Regions from separate parts of the Pan troglodytes genome. Here region 2 is linked to region 1. Evidence: chromatin contacts called from public HiChIP or PLAC-seq data. All regions are on one chromosome and are shown on one strand. Each heading gives the region's core, a stretch centred on a gene start, on an enhancer-like site or on the middle of the called end of the contact. The rest is flanking DNA. Distances are from core to core; before and after follow the strand shown. Region 1 holds the start of C11H11orf24 (chromosome 11 C11orf24 homolog). Region 2 holds the start of PPP6R3 (protein phosphatase 6 regulatory subunit 3).

Region 1 (4,497 bases), core at 211-2,710:
AGGGGGGGAAAGAAATAACTTAATTCTTTTTTCCTGGCATAGAGAGGTTCCAAAGACCAATCCTGAAGCTTGGTAAAGGACTACAGCTGTTACCCCCACATTCTATCAGGCTATTAAGACTCACTCAGCAGCAACATGGCCAGGCCCCCACACCAAGTTAGGCAAGCTACAGATACCAAGGAGTAGGAACTGCAAACACAAATACAGGGCAAACTGCAGGTACCTAATCCTGACACATCACCTGGCTGAACTTTGGTAGCAGAAGCCCAAGGAACACAGACTTATGGCTTTGTGTATATAGACATTGTCCTGTAGCCCAAAGGATGTGACTCTGTGGCAGACGGGAACCTAGAACATTGGACATTTATTATATTACATTAACTACCTTGCTTGCTTCCAGGTTTCTGGAAGTTTTGGTAACACAGCTAAATACTAGGGCCTAGTTTTTGCTAAGAACGTGGGTAGCTCTGACATTCCTTTGTCCATTAGGCAGATCCACTGTATAAATGGAAACATTTATATTTTAAAGATTTTCCTAGCTGATTTTATCGAAATGTTAGAGATTTTCCTGGGGCGAGGGATAGCTGCAAGTTGTTACAGTCAGATTTCTAAGCACGATGATTATTTCTGGTGGCAAACCATGCGTGTGGAGGCCGATTCCTCCTATCAGCCTAACGATTAAGTCAACATGCTAAGCAGCCACACGGGGGCTACTAAGTGACTCGCACGGGGGAAGCAGGCAGGGAGACAGATGGGCAGGGGAGGGAATCTGGGGCAATGCACAACCTCCACCCAGGTAGAGAGAGGGTCTGGGGGATAGGTCTGTGTCACTCAAGTAAGAGCGACACTTCTTGGGGTCCAGTCCCGTCCTGGGCTTGCCCGGGAAAGACCCCAGGACAAATTCGGCCCCCTTCCAGAGTGTCCCCATTCTGCTCCCACAATGGGACAAGCCGGCCTCTTCTCCAGTCTGGGCCCCCTTCGGCCCTCCTCCCTCCTCCTGCCTCTTGGGCCCCCAGCCATGCTCGGCCCCCAGTTGACTTCTTCAGTACCTGCATTGCTCAGCGTCTTGCACTCTGTGCGTGCCCCATCCGCCGCTCCTCCTGTCCCGTTCCTCCTGCCTCTCTCAGCCCCACTCACTCTCCCACTGCCCCTCGTGCCCCCATCCAACCCTCCTCCTGCCCCCCACCTCTGTCTCTCAGTCCCAAGCCAGTCAGGGAGCCCTGACAGCAGCTACCCGGACGGCAGTGCGAGCCCCTTACCCGGGCGCAGCAGGCCCCCGGCGGCCTGGTGGCCCTCGGACAGTAGGAAGGAGCCTGAGGCCCGGCGCGGGGACGTGGCCGGCAGCGCAACCCAGGCAGCTCCGGGCAGCGCGCCCTGCCCGCGCCCCGCCCAAACGCCGGAAATGACGTCACGGAGGGCGGGGCGGGCCTCCTGGCCCGGGCGAAGAGCGGCTGCGGCGGGGCCTGTGGCGAACGGAGGCGAGCCGGAAGTGGGGGGGTTGTCTGCTCTCAGGCCCCGCCTCCCCGGGGCCGGCTCGGGCCACGTCTCGCGCGCTGCCAGAAGGAGCTATTTTGAGCAGGTCTGTGGCGGAAGTGGGTGTTCCCGGGTCTCTGCTGCCCAGCTGTGCCCGCTGCCGTCTTGGGGTCCCGGGGTGCGCGGGTTGGGCTGGGTGAGCTCAGAGGCACCTTGTCGGCAGCCGAGCCTGAAGAGGCGACCTCGAAACGCCTCGTGAGACCTTTCGCGGGCACACGCCCTTCGCGTTCCTCCGCTTCCTCCCACGTTTCTTCAGCCCCTGGCGGGGCGCTGGGGTGCCCGGTAGTTAAGGGTGGGGTGGCAGCGAGCGTTTCTGTGCACCCGCAGCGTGCCACGCCCGTGCTAAGCACTTTGCCTATAGAGCCAGTGAATTAATTCTGCAATAGCACAGTGAAGAACTTCGCCCCATTTTACAGACGTGGAAATAGGCTCATCAAGTGCTCTGTAATTGTAAAACCTGGGATAACAAAGGAGCAAAACGCAATGTAGAGGCAAGTGTGTGGGACTTGACTTTGGTTAGAAATAGGCTTTGCAGGCCAGGCGCGGTGGCTCTTGCCTGTAATCCTAGCACTTTGGGAGGCCGAGACGGGCGGATTATCTGAGCTCAGGAGTTCGAGACCAGCCTGGGCAACATGGTGAAACCCCGTGTCTACTAAAATACAAAAAATTAGCCGGGCGTGGTGGCGTGCGCCTGTAGTCCCAGCTACTCGGGAGGCTGAGGCAGGAGAATTGCTTGAACCTGGGAGGTGGAGGTTGAAGTGAGCAGAGATCGTGCCACTGCACTCCAGCCTGGGCGACAGAGCGAGACTCTGTCTCCAAAAAAAAAAAAAAAAAAAAAAAGAAAGAAAGAAATAGGCTTTGCAAGTTAGTAGTTCTGTGACTGAATCCCAGTCTGTATAAGACCCTCAGGCATCCCCCGGTCCAAACCAAAACCTGTCTGCGAAGGATGATTTCACAGGAGCAAACCAAGACTTTATTTCCAGTTTTATAACCTGCCTTGGGGTCTTCGGCTAGGAAGCTAAGAGACACAGAAAGCTGAGATTGGGCAAAGACAGGATCTACCATCCACTCCGAGCTCTGGGAGCACCTGAAATGCGATTTGATGTCACCACCACCATCCCCAGTTCAACCACAGTTCATGTGTGGAATTTAACCTGCAAAGTTGGGTTTGCTGAGACCCAACGCCGGTTGAATCATGTGAAGATCAGATCCTTTCACTATGTATTTGCTTTAATTTTTCCAACTAGTTCGGATCTAACATGAAGTACGGTATTGAGGCTCACTCCAGAAGTGAAAATATACAATCGTCAGGCAGATTTTAGTTCTTTGCCTGCCCTTTTCAAAAATCAATGACTGGGCTGGGCGCGGTGGCTCACGCCTGTAATCCCAACATTTTGGGAGGCCAAGGCGGGCGGATCACCTGAGGTCAGGAGTTTGAGACCAGCCTGACCAATATGGTGAAACCCGTCTCTACTAAAAATATAAAAATTAGCCAGGCGTGGTGGCGTGTGCCTGTATTCCCAGCTACTCGGGAGTCTGAGACAGGAAAATTGCTTGAACCTGGGAGGGGGAGGCTTCAGTGAGCCAAGATCTCACCACTGCACTCCAGCCTAGGCGACAGAGCGAGACTCCTTCTAAAAAAAAAAAAAAAAAAAAAATCAATGACTGTGACTCTGTTTTCATTTCCTCTTTGGCAACATAGGGACAATTTTTACTGCTGGGGCTGAAATTACAAACATAAGACACAGCCTCTCCTCTAGAGCAGCTGGGCAGCTAGACTTCCATCTGCTTGCTTTTTTTTTTTTTTTTTTAGACACGGAGTCTTGCTCTGTCGCCCAGGCTGGAGTGCAGTGGCGCCATCTCGGCTCACTGCAAGCCCCGCCTCACGGGTTCACGCCGTTCTTCTGCCTCAGCCCCCCGAGTAGCTGGGACTACAGGCGCCCGCCACCACGCCCAGCTAATTTTTTGTATTTTTAGTAGAGACAGGGTTTCACCATGTTAGCCAGGATGGTCTTGATCTCCTGACCCAGTGATCCGCCCGCCTCGGACTCCCAAAGTGTTGGGATTACAGGCGTGAGCCACCGCGCCCAGCCCATCTGCTTTCTTAAATTTCTATTGGAACAGAGTCATGCCTCTTCATTAGGTATTGTCTGTGGCTGCTTTTTTGATAAAAGGGCACGGTCGACTAGTTGTAGAGACTATATGGCTCACAAGTCCTAAAATATTTACTCTCTGGCCCTTTACAGAATATATTTGCTGATCTCCAGTCTAGAGTGTTACTGATGGGTTTCTGACACAGAAATATCTGGCTGAGATGGTCCAACATACCGAGAAACTCATTCTCTCCTATGAGAAAGTCATATTCTCTGATAGCATCTTTGGTCACCTGAAACCTAGAGTCCATTGAAGGCACAGCTCTGGGAACTGCAAAACTGTTCTGTGGAGTGTTATGGAGAGTAAAGCCAGGCAGACCAGCTGCTTCTGAGGGCTGTGGATAAAATAGAGAATGATACACTTACATCCTCTACCTTTTGTTTCCAGGCACGGATCATTTCAGGTGCCTTCTGTGCAGAAATAGCTGAATAAACTTGGAGCTTGGTCCTCTTTGTTGTTGAATTTACAATGTTATTTGAATGTAAGACCTTGTAGATACGACATTTGAAAGTTAGGGCTCTGGAATGGCACTGCCTGGCTTCAGACCCTTCATTTTTTTGCTAAATGACAACAAACAAGAAGCTTAGGCTCTGTGCCTCCGTTTCATCATAGTCAATTCTGGTATTTGCAGTAGTTATGTTGAATAAAGTCACCCAGTACACGGACTTAGCAAATACTGCTCCTTGGAAACCACAGCTCCTAGGGAAGATACAGGGTTAGGTTCCTGTGAACCTCTGATCACAACATTTTTATCAACAGATCAATATACATAACTTTGTTTTTGTGTGTGTGTTTCTATTTAAAGATGCT
Region 2 (4,440 bases), core at 1,520-4,019, 190 kb after region 1:
CGCCTGGCTTCCAAAGCCTCCATGGTCCCTTCTGCACCTGCTTCTCGTGCTGTTGCCCCAGACCTGAGATCAGCCCCACCCTGCCTTCCACGGGGTGTGCTCCTTCCACCTTGCTGCCTCGGCCTCTCTCCCTGGTATGGCCGCTCCCGCCCTGCCCAGGTGATCAGCCTGTGAATCCCCTCCCTAACCCCCGCACAGAGCACACCTCCCAGGCTGGCTTCCGGCTTGACTATGTTCCTCCATGCCTCTCTGAGTAGCAGGATCAATGTGAGAAAGGTCTGCCCTGTCTGCAGCCTCCCCAGAAGCACAGTACTTTTCGTGGCGCGTACACGGGCTGGTAGATACAGTTGTCCCTCTGTATCCGTGGGAGATTGCTTCTGGGACCCCCAAGGATTCTCAAGTCCCGTATATAAAATGGCTTAGTACAGTTAACAACGGAGATGTGTTCTGAGAAATGCATCGTTAGGCAATTTTGTCCTTTGCAAACATCACAGGTATACTTAGCACAAACCCAGATGGTCTAGCCTACTACACACCTGGGCTATATGGGATAGCCTATCGCTCCTAGACTACACATCCATACAGCATGTTACTGTGCTGAATACTGAAAGCAGCTGTAACACAATGGTAAATATTTGTGTATCTAAACATAGAAAAGATCCAGTACAGCTGGGCGTGGTGGCTTACGCCTGTAATCCCAGCACTTTGGGAGGCTAAGGTGGGTGGATCACCTGAGGTCAGGAGTTCCAGACCAGCCTGGTCAACATGGTGAAACCCCCATCTCTACTAAAAATACAAAAATTAGTGGGACATGGTGGCATGCACCTGTAATTACAGCTACTGGGGAGGCTGAGGCAGGGAGAATTGCTTGAACCCAGGAGGCAGAGGTTGCAGTGAGCTGAGATCACCCCATTGTACTCCAGCCTGGGCGACAGAGCAAGACTCCATCTCAGAAAAAAAAAAAAAAAAAAAAGTCCAGTACAACTACAATATCATAATCTTATGAGACCAGTCTTTTTTGTTTTTATTTATTTATTTATTTTTTGAGACAGAGTTTCGCTCTGTCGTCGAGTCTAGAGTTCAGTGGTGCAATCTCGGCTCACTGCAAGCTCCGCCTTCCGGGTTCACGCCATTCTCCTGCCTCAGCCTCCTGAGTAGCTGGGACTACAGGCGCCCGCCACTGCGCCCGGCTATTTTTTTTTTCTTTTTGTATTTTTAGTAGAGACGGGGTTTCACCGTGTTAGCCAGGATGGTCTCGATCTCCTGACCTCGTGATCCACCCGCCTCGGCCTCCCAAAGTGCTGGGATTACAGGCGTGACCGCGCCGGGACCTCCTGTGGATTTTCATGGGACTCTGAGAGGCGCCTCAAATCCATTTTGGAATAAGGCAGGTTATTAGCATGGGGTCTAACCGTGGGCTGTCTCGGTGTCCCGGGCTGGCTCTTGGGGCGGGGGTCCTGATGTCCGGGACCTCGGTCCTACCTGGGAGGCACAGATATGGCGGGGAACGGGAAGCCCGGGGGAGCATTTAGAAGCTCGTGTGCACACGGAAACCCTGTCTCTACAAAAAATTAAATTAGCGGGGCCCAGTGGTGCGTGCCTGTGGTCCCAGCTACTCGGGAGGCTGAGGTGGGGGGACTGCTTGAGCCCAGGAGGTGGAGGCTGCAGTGAGTCATGATCACCCCACCGCACTCCAGCCTGGACAACAGAGCAAGACCTTGTCTCAAAAAAGACCCCAGGCCAGGAGCGGTGGCTCACCCCTATAACCCCTGCACTTTGGGAGGCTGAGGTGGGCGGATCACCTGAGGTCAGGAGTTCGAGACCAGCCTGGCCAACATGGTGAAACACCCGTCTCTTCTAAAAATACAAAAATTAGCCGGGCATGGTGGCGTGCGCTTGTAATCCCAGCTACACGAGAGGCTGAGACAGAACTGCTTGAACCTGGGAGGCGGAGGTTGCAATGAGCTGAGGTCGCACCACTGCACTCCAGCCTGGGGGACAACAGGGAAACTCCGTCTCAAACAAAACCAAACCCCAAAAGTTCTCGTCTAAATCCTTCCCCCAGGACAAGGGCACTTATCTCTTGGCGGTGCGTCACAGGTAGGGATATTCCGCGATCCCTCACCTTGACACCGCTACGAGGACAGCCACCTCTTTCGGGTAAAGAGACCGCAATGGGAAATCATTCTGATAAAATTCCCCTGCGGCGAATGCGGGCATCGATCCCGTTACCTCTCACATACTAAACGAACGCTTCTCCACTTAAGCTGATTCCCTAGCTCGGCCTAACCTTTGCAGCCGGCGCATATTGTGGCTCACGTCACCACCGGTGTCCCCCGCCGCCCCCGCCCCGCCCGGCCAGCTCGCCACCCTATTGGCTCCCTCACGGCTCCGGCTCCACGGCCATGATTGGCTTGGCTCAATTTAGTTTTAAAAAGCATTGGCCACTCGGATTGGTGGTCCGAAGCGTCCGTCAAGCGGAGGACCTGCTGTTGCTACGGCGTAGGGGGACCCAGCCAGGTTTCTCCCCGTTTCTGATTTGTTTCTCAGGCTCCGGGGTCCTAGAGGTTCCGGATCCGTCAAGTCCATGGGAAAAGAATGCGCCCCTCGCGCTTGACTGACGAGGCTTGCGGGCCAATCGGAACGGAGTCAAAGGAGCCGCTAGGCGATCCAATAGGTAGTAGGGGGCGGGAGAGAGGGGCCAATGAGCCTGGAGCTGGGGGCGGGGACAGGGCCGCGATTGGCTGAGAGGCGGCCAGAGGGAGGGCGGGGGGAACTCAAGGCCTGCTTGATACGTCCGCCATTTTGGGCGCTTCGCTGATGGTGTCGGTGAGCGCGTTTCCCGCCTGAGCGCAACTAGCGGCGGGTCGTGGGCACCTCCAGGTAATGGGGGTGGGGGAGGCGCCGGAGCAGGCCGCGGCGCGGGGTGTGCGAGGCGCGCGGGCAGGCGCGGGGCCCCTCCACCTGGGCCTCGGCGGCTCAGGGAGGGAACGTCCCGGCCCCTCTCCCCTCCCCCCCCGGAATTCGTCGCTCCGCGGGCCCGGGAGGCGCGGCGCCGAGTCCTTCCCGGCCGCTCCCCGTCCGCTCCTGTTAGCCGGGGGCCCCGCCAAGACGGGCGCCGGGAGCGGGACGCGGTCGGGGCGGCGAACTTTGTGCCTCGTTGACGTTCGCGGCCTGGCGCGGCGGGCGGGCGAGGCGCGCCCCTGACCCGGCTCTGGCTCCAGCCTTCCCGCCCGCCGGCCGCGGCCCGCAGTCTCGCCCCTCCCCGGCCCGCGCCCGGTCTCCGCTCCCGCTGGGCCTCCCGGGGGCCTCGGGGAGCGCGTCAAGTTGAGGCAGCAACTCGCCGTCAAGAGTCGCGAAGACCATTGTTGGACTCTGCTCTTCGGGAAACAAGTTTTGTGGGTTTCTGTTAATTCGCCGCAGAGTCATCGGGATCCACACCAGCCAGTTCCGAGGCTCCCAGTACCCTTCCCAGTGGCTTTTTAACTCCTGTGAGGTGGCTTGTATGTAAACTGTCTCGAATGCCTCCCTGGTGTATTTGAGCCGGGGGTGGGGGGGTGGGTGGTCCTTCTTGTGGCTTGAAGTCCCTCCCTCTTAAAGAAGCCCATTCACTGTTTACTTGGAGGTGTTTCCTGTTGAGGTCCTGCTGGCTGTGATCACAATTTGGACTTTTTAATTATAGGTGAACGGGATGGGTCTTTGGATGTACCTCCGTGCCCTGACGTTTCAACCGCGTGACTTAATGTCATTTTCCTGGTACTTCACATTTTCTCTGTGGGGCTTTGGGTCTGTTTTGCTTTTATGGGAGGGGGTGCTTGACAGGCGTTCCCTTTCATCCTCGCAGCACTTGTTGACGGGGTGGTGTCCTTTATTCGTGGGACGTTTACTTTGATTTTGTCCTCAAGGTCATGTTGCAGATAGGCTTCAAGGGGGACAGGGACTCCAGGTTTCCAACCACCGAACTGAGCAAGTGTATGAGACCCAGTTATGGTGGTGGTTGGGTTTTCCTCACTGTGGAGTGGAGTCAGTGACCACTTTTTAGCTCTGTGACCTTGGGCAAGTTACCCAGCTTCTCTTTTTTTTTCTCTGTAGTATGGGAATAATAATAAGTGTCCCAGCCATAAGTTTGTCAGGATAATTGCCCTAATACATGTAAAACAGCTAGAGCCGTGCCTGGCACATAGAATCACCTCAGTGGCTGATTAGTGGTTAGGCTAGTTGATGGCTATTATTGTTTAATTTAAATTTGATTTTTAAATGTTTAGGTACTATTGGGAAGTCAGATGAGCATTTGAGTCCCGAATCTTGGTGACTGCCTTTAGAAAGCTATGTGTAAGACTCAGTTGGGCCGAAAAAGTAAAATTATAAGTTATTTTAATTTTTTCAGAACAGGGGTTTTGACCATTCCTTAAATTAGGAACATTTACCGGAGTAATTAAT

The links. HiChIP or PLAC-seq counts read pairs in DNA pulled down with a chosen protein or histone mark.
Region 2: a contact with region 1 is called in an H3K4me3 HiChIP or PLAC-seq map of stem cell-derived excitatory neurons, with 3 times the contacts expected there. The contact joins the promoter of PPP6R3 here to the promoter of C11H11orf24 in region 1. A contact is called at or near these places in 1 of 7 Hi-C or Micro-C datasets (blood) and 1 of 1 datasets of contacts at active chromatin or transcription factors (stem cell-derived excitatory neurons).

Annotation. Positions count from the first base shown.
Region 1 is chr9:70,313,252-70,317,748 of NHGRI_mPanTro3-v2.0_pri, forward strand. C11H11orf24 (chromosome 11 C11orf24 homolog) reads right to left here and starts at 1,461. Exons shown (of 5, transcript XM_016921394.3): 1 at 1,260-1,461. LOC107967134 (a long non-coding RNA gene) reads left to right here and starts at 1,484. Exons shown (of 5, transcript XR_008537862.2): 1 at 1,484-1,579.
Region 2 is chr9:70,502,564-70,507,003 of NHGRI_mPanTro3-v2.0_pri, forward strand. PPP6R3 (protein phosphatase 6 regulatory subunit 3) reads left to right here and starts at 2,770. Exons shown (of 24, transcript XM_001173771.7): 1 at 2,770-2,883.